2 separate regions of the Oncorhynchus mykiss genome follow, and region 2 is linked to region 1. A link is a contact called in public Hi-C data. All regions are on one chromosome and are shown on one strand. The core of a region is the stretch at or near the end of the contact, and the rest is flanking DNA. Distances in the headings are between cores, read along the strand shown.

The links. A called contact is a pair of places that touch in the nucleus more often than the background predicts.
Region 2: a Hi-C map of liver shows a contact between it and region 1, with 3 times the contacts expected there. The contact joins the promoter of LOC110532492 here to the promoter of LOC110532476 in region 1. A contact is called at or near these places in 2 of 3 Hi-C or Micro-C datasets (blood and liver).

What each region holds. Positions count from the first base shown.
Region 1 is chr9:58,356,375-58,360,206 of USDA_OmykA_1.1, reverse strand. LOC110532476 (testis-specific Y-encoded-like protein 5) reads left to right here and starts at 1,996. Exons shown (of 8, transcript XR_002474835.2): 1 at 1,996-3,445; 2 at 3,547-3,624; 3 at 3,729-3,832.
Region 2 is chr9:58,666,265-58,670,096 of USDA_OmykA_1.1, reverse strand. It overlaps LOC110532492 (mitochondrial import inner membrane translocase subunit Tim17-B), which reads right to left and starts at 2,007. Exons shown (of 6, transcript XM_021616450.2): 1 at 1,888-2,007; 2 at 706-805; 3 at 550-613; 4 at 312-440; 5 at 24-134. The coding sequence starts at 1,913. It also overlaps the pseudogene LOC110531218.

The sequences.
Region 1 (3,832 bases), core at 747-3,246:
ATTCTACAGGAATTTTGATTTGATCATTCTTTTGTTGCTGAGAATTTTCTTGAAATGCAGATGAGCTTTGTGATGGACATAAATTCACTGAAAACCCATGCTAACACATGGTTATAACAGTATTGCACTTTTCATGTAGCCTACTTTTGGCCAGCTAATAGCCTAACCACCGATCAAGTAACATTATGGACTAAACGTTCAAATCCTGTTACAGCAGGATTATTTTGCTGTGACAATATAGGTCCAATTAAGATTCCCTTCACCAGTACACCACCGCCACCAGCCTGTACCAGGCAGGAGGGGTCCATGGACTCATGCTGCTCACGCCAAATCCTGACTCTGCCATCAGCAGGACACAACAGGAACCGAGATTCGACAAACTAGGCAATGTTTTTCCACTTCTCAATTGTCCAGTGTTGTTGATCGCGTTCCCACTGTAGCTGCTTCTTCTAGTCGTCTGCTGCAATAGCCCATTCAGGACAAGGATCGCTGAGTTGTGCGTTCCAAGATGCCGTTCTGCACATGTACTGCGCCGTCATTTGTCTGTTGTTGGCCCACCTGTTAGCTTGCACCATTCTTGCCATTCTCCTTCGACCTCTTTCATCAACGAGCTGTTTTCGCCCATAGGACTGCCGTTGACTGGATGTTTTTTGTTTGTCAAACCATTCTCAGTAAACCCTCGACACTGTCGTGTGTGAAAGGCCAGGAGGGCTGCCATTTCTGAGATACTGGATCCGGCGCCTGACACTGACGATCATACCATGCTCAATGTCACTTAGGTCACTCGTTTTGCCCCTTCTAACATTCAATCGAATAGTAACTGAATGCCTCGATGCCTGTCTGCCTGCTTTATAGAGCCATGGCCACATGACTCACTGTAGGAGCAAACCATTTTCGTGAATGGGATGGTGTACCTGATAAAAGCGCCGGTGTGTGTAGGTTGTATGACATGTTTGATCTAAATAATCATAGCTAGGCCTATATGGATATTCAAGCATATTGTAGACCTTCCTAGTACAAAATAATATACTGTGCTCAGTTATTGATGGTAAATGAATGGTGTGGTTATCATTCTCATACTCCATTGACTCCTTGTTTTGGATCATTACTCCATCTGATCCACTAGGTGGCATAAGTAATGCTGCCATTCACCTTTGTGTCTCTGTTATGATCCAATAATAGTTGCCTGGCTATCCATCCACATTGCTCTGCCACCTGAGTAACTGAATGCAATTCAGGTTGAATCGTCAGGCAAAAATAATAGGCCTATTTCAAATTTTGTGCTGACTACATGGAGTGCTGACTACATGAATGGAAAGCTAGTAGGTTGGCTATGCAATAATGTAATTAAAGAGAACATCATTGGTACAAGACTCTATCAAATTGGTCATATTCAATATTATCAGAGACCATAACTTGGACTGGAACAAAAACAGGGCCAAGTTGCTCGATACCTGTGTTATAACACTTAAGTTACTACAGTGATAACATTGTTGTCATGACATTGATGTAACTATACTGCCTTGTCAGGTGCCATGTGCAAGCATTTTGCATGATAAGGGGAAGCCGGTGTTCTAAATTGATGTTGAAATTGATATTGCTTTCCTTTCTCTGTCCTCGAAAATCAGCCTCTCATCTTTCGAGCAGGCAGCACATTCAACTTGACATTGTTTCTCCATATACTATATTTTAATAATCGGTAATAAATGAGCAAGTTTCAATTGCTGGTAGGCCTACAATGAAGTGAAAAATGATTCCTAACCCAACGTATTTTTCAATTCACATATCAAGGTAAGGCTACATTGTAGGCCAGAAAAAAAATCATCCTATCAAAATAGATCGAGTGTCGGGGTACTGCATACAATGTCAGTGTACGTGTACGTGCGCGCTCCCTAGTACTGTAAATATGCAGCGCAGCTTCTGTTGGTAAAGCTGACTCACTCAAACATACATCCTTTGTATGATTGGTGGATATGTTTCAGCGCGGTGTACTGTAACCAATCAGCGGATTGTTTTCCTATCTCGTAACGTAATAAACATCGCGGCCGGAGAAATAGTGAGGGAAAGGAGAAATGTAAAACATTTCAGGACCCTATGGAATTATAAACCAGGATTTTATTCAATATAATACTTAAAAAATAATGCACAATTAGTGCTAAATTAATATATTGCTTTTAAGAGAACGGGACCTAGTTGTAACACGAATAACACACGCAAGCTAAGCTAGCTAGCAAGCTAGCTCGCGCTACAGTACTGTAGGCCTCTAGCTAAATTTACGCGGAAAAGGAACTTGCTAACTGTTTATAGAAAATACGCTCGTAGTAGCTAGCTAGTAATTTGTGCCACGAACAAGGAAGCTAGTTGTATCTAGCTATTTAAACACTTCCACTAACGTTACCCTCTAGGCTAGTTAACTAATTTGTAGGATATTGCGTTAGCTAGCGCAGCAGACTAATTGGCAAAAATGAGCGAAAAAACGAGGTACAGCAAAAAGTCTGCAGACTCCGCACCGAAGAAACGATGTCAGTCCGACGAGCAGGCTGGCCAGTCCCCTCTTCCAAGTAAGTTAGCCAAAGTGGACGGCGAGGTGTCCAGTGAATTACCATCGAATTCTCATGGAAACAAAAATGGGGAAGATGGCGATAAAGTACCAGCCATAGAAGAGAAGAATGGAAATGAGGAGAGTGGACTAGATCTGAAAAAGGGACCCGGGGGGGGGATTTGTGCAGCTGTCACTGCCAATAACCCATCCAGCGCTGATGCACATGTCAGCGCCGTCAACAGTGCTCTTGTATCGGGTGCACCAGTCTCTAGCGATGCAAAGGAAGTAAAAAACCTGGGAAGTGCTGGTGCTGGAGATTGCCGACCCTCAACTTCACTGGACCAGTCTGATTCGGCCGCTATAGCAGCCGCCGAGGCACTTGCAAGTCTCACAGGAGCAGCTACGGGTGAAGAGGTTAAACAAAAGCCATTTTCCTCAAAGAAAGTTGGACATTATGAGAGAATGGGACACAAAGGTAAGCGTGGTGACCAGGAGTCCTCAAAGGAACGATCAAAACCTGAAAGGGGTCTTCACACACAGGCAGCAGCAGCAGACAGCTCTACCTCACTGCGTGGAGTTGACAAGGAGGATGCCGAGGACATGCCCGATGCGGATGAGGAAGACGACTCAATACCCGGATCTTCGTCCGCACCGAGTTCCTCTTTCCCTTCAGATAATGATGATGATGACGGGGAGTGCGCTATAGTTTCAGTGAAGATGGCCCCGGAGATCCGACAGTCAGTGGCCCTTCTGGCGCAGGTACAGATGAGGCTGGATGCTCTGGAGAAGAAAGGTGCGCGGCTTCACCAGCGGCTAGAGCTGAAACTGAGCCGCCAGCGCCGTCCACACGTGGACCAGCGTAGCTCCATCATACAGGCCATCCCTGGCTTCTGGGTCACGGCAGTATCCTTTTGAATACTCCTACACACACACACACGTATGTTGTTGATTGTGAGTGTGTTGGTATGTCACATTTATTTTTCCCTTGGCTCAAAGCTCAACAGTTATTGAACCACCCTCATCTCTCTGCTCACATTGACAAAACAGATGAAGGCGCTCTCAGTTACATGACCAACCTTGAAGTAAGTAAATAATCACAGCGAAAATGTAATGATTCTTTAAAGTCTTCTGAATAAATGTTCTATTGCTCCCCTGAAATGAAAATGTATTATTGTCTCCTCCTTAGATTGAATCCTTCAAGACCAACAAGCTTGGTTACAGAATCGGGTTCCACTTCAAACGGAATCCTTACTTCCAGAACAACATCATCGTGAAGGAGCTCCACCTTGG
Region 2 (3,832 bases), core at 758-3,257, 310 kb before region 1:
GTCTTTCTCTAAACATTACTTACGGTTCTGAAACTGCTGTGCTGTGTATCTGGTCAGAAGGATCCCAAAGCCCTCGATCAGGGCCAGTAGGATGCCCCCCATCATAGCAGACCCCATCATAGCCAAGGGCCCACCTGAGAAGAGCACAAAGCCAAATGTCAAGCCCTTGAGGTAATCTGACTTTGTTGGGTCGGTGGGGCAAGATGGTCAGGCAGGGGGTGGGGATGTGCTCAGATTTGAGGGTCTAGAAAAAAATATGAAATATACCAAATTTAAATTATTGTCAAATAAATGTTTGCTTCAACACTCACTGCGTGCAGCCAGGACTGCCCCAGTCATCGCTCCACTAGTTATAGAGTTCCAGGGATCCTCTTTCCCTCGAATATGGACCAGACCACAGTCGATCGTTGAGAAAAGTCCACCCCACACAGCAAAGCTACCTACAGGAACATCACACAAACTGTTAGTGAGAAATAAACAAACAGTGATGATGGGGTTTGTACTTTGTGCTGTACGAGAGAGAACTCCTGTAGAGACAGTGACCCTTACCGCCGATCTGTGGAGCTCTTATTCTCACAGCATTGGCACTACCTTTTAGTCTGTGCTGAAAGCCCTGTGCAGAGATGGAAAAAAGGATTGAATCACTGTGCTGATATTGATCTTAAAATATATTTGATATGCTCAGAGAAAGTATTTTAAACTGACCACAGGAGCGTTCCGAAAGCCCTTGATTGACTGGAATACCCCTCCGCCAATTGTCCCCATGGTGAATGCACCACCACAATCATCTACTATTCTCCAGGGACTGAGAAGTGTGTGTAAAATACATGGGTAATTAAACCACAATACTGACAGATTCAATAGAAATCCTTTGTCTATCTATTCATAAATGTGTAGGCTTATTACTGATTTAAACTATATATACACACACACTACCATAATATTTAAATAGCTAATATTATTATTAGGATACTTATTAAAAACCATTAACAAACATTTTACAAAGACCATTTATAAAAAGGCTAGTTTAAAGAGCAACTGAATGCACCAATTCTGCCTGTGTTTTTGTGTTGCTCATTACGAAAAACGAGATTTGAGTCTTAGGGGTGTTGCTAATGTTTGTCTCCCATGAGATACCATAGGAACAAAGCTAGTATCACTTACTCAAAATAGTCTGAAGGAATCTAAGATAACTCAAGAAAATCTGTATTTACTTTTTAGTATTTTTTTTTATAAGGTTTTATTCACGCAATTTTACATCTACCTAAAGTGTTTGCTGCAGCATTTCTCAAGTAAAAACATGCACCGTGTTGTCTTAAGCAAACAAAGTCCGATCTACTGAGCTGCTGGGCAGGTCTGTGTGTTCTGCAATATGTATTGGATAAAGTGCAATCACCGCAGCTATATATATATCCAGTATTGGTGGGCTTTATAGAAAATAAATAAAATAACCCTAAAGTAAGTCCTGACAAACTCTTGTACGCAACATTTTATAAAACTCACCGTTGAAAGACACTGACTTCACGACCAAAATGTATAAGCCCAGGGTCGTTACAATACTTACACTTTGTCCATTTTTGGCACTGGAATAAACGTTTGACCATATGTCGTTTTCAACGAGAGAAGTTGGTTCTCGATTTCAATTCTCATTTAAAGCAAGGAGTTAAATAAAGGTTAAATAAAAAATAAAAAGGACAAGTAAGCACCAGATTTCTCTTAAGGTTACTGCTAGTAAATTCAACCATCATTTTTGTAATGACTCAGGCATGAAAGGCATAACCATATGGTGAAGCATACTCTTTAACCATGTATGTTGGCTAAAGAGAGATCGGACCAATATTGAAAACGGTTTACTTATTTCTCAGCCTAATCTGAAATGTACTTTACCAAGGTTCACGGGCATATTCCTCCATGTTTGTTGTTGCTGTTCGGGCTGGGTGACGACACACTTCTGAGATTAAGGAATTGGGTTGGTTCACGTACGTCAATTTCGCCAGTTTGAAGCGATGCTGCGTAGGTGGCTAGTTTGCAATTTTGCATTGTTTCTGGTAGACTGGCAGCCACAAAACTGGATAGAGCCATAGCTGCAAACATCAGGGGGCTGCGTTTCTATATTTCCCGACTTCAAAATAGAAATGCAGATACAGCAGGCATGTTAGCACGTGAACCTCCCCACAAATAATGACATAATCATAGTGCCTTTGTGCTGTTTCTATTATCACGGAGGGGGCTAGCTAGCTAGATTTCACTCCACATCTGAAATTAAGTAGCCAATTACAATTCTGGCTGCAGGTAACTATAAACCGGGCTTTTAGTTGTATTTACATTTGATTACATTAACGTTTCCCTTAAATTACGGCTAATTTGGATAGTCTAGAAACGTTAGTTTGTGGCCACAATACTGATGCTTAGACGCGAGTGAGCTAACGTTAGCTACACGTACTTTTTAAAAAAATCTAGAAACTAATATATTTGGGCAATGACTATGTGAGTGAGGCTAGTTATAAGCATTCATTTTCTCTTAGGATGCCTCTGTCCCCGACGTTACTGGCTCGCCTAGCCAAAAGAGGGATTCTTAAGTACTCAGATGAAGGTATGGCAACAAACTGTTCCAAACAATCAAATGTATACTCACTGAAAACGTTAACTAGCTATCTGTCATTTACCAGCACTACTTGTCTATAGATGTGGAGATCATTGCTGAGGACTACGACGATAACAATGTAGATTGAGGCCACTGCCCGTGAGAATTTACCACCCAACTGGTACAAAGTAATTGACCCTATTTGGTAAGCACTCTTTCAGATTCTCTACTAAATCTGTAAATTGTACAAAACCCATTGGGTATGGCTACTGGACAGCAGCTATGATGGAGTGATTTATTTTTTCTCGTAGACTAAGATTCCATGTATATTGTATCCTCAGTGGTCTGCCATACTGCTGGAATGTGGAATCTGACCTGGTTGCCTGGCTGTCCCCAACCGAATCCACATCTATGATAACCAAAGCTGCCAAGATGTTGAGGGGTAAGAAGAGTCCTAGCATGACCACCCAGTAGGAGACCGTTATGTATTCACACTCAATATTTAGGATGGATTTGATTGACATTCATTAACCCCAATATTCTGTTTTTCTGTCTTACAGCAGAAGTTGGAGAGGACAGAGAGAGGGAGCGAGAACCAGAAATGGAAAGAAGGAATAATGGGAGGGAGAGACAGACAGATGCAGAGAAGACACTGCCCCTTATAGCAAGAACAAGCGAGGAGGTAAAGATTCATAACCTTCCTCCAGAGGGACATTGTGTTTCTTGCTCAAAACAAATATTGCAAGCATAAACAAACATAATGAATTGTATACACTTGCTAACAGATCTCTAAACTCTTTCAGGGAGGAAGGATGAGATGGACCCCAGCTCCTATTCCGATGCTCCCAAGTAAGGCCACTGACCCAACCAGTGGTCATTAATCACCACTCTTTTCCCCCTGCTGTGTATGTATCTAAGATTTATTTTCCTTCCCATAGGGGCAATTGGTCCACTGGCTTGCCCAAGCGCAATGAGGCGAAGACTGGGGCAGACACCACGGCATCAGGGCCTTTGTTCCAGCAGCGTCCGTACCCCAGCCCTGGAGCTGTACTCAGGGCCAACGCTGCCAATAATAAGCCCCCCAGTGATTGACGACAACTGACCACAGGGCTTCAAACTCGGAGGGAAACAAACACAGAACTGTGGGCTCCTTTTCTGCTACGTTTGGATGAAGTCTCAAGTTCACATTCTATTCTCAATCCATACACAGCATGGAATGTGAGACTCCTGACGAAGCTTATCTGGTGA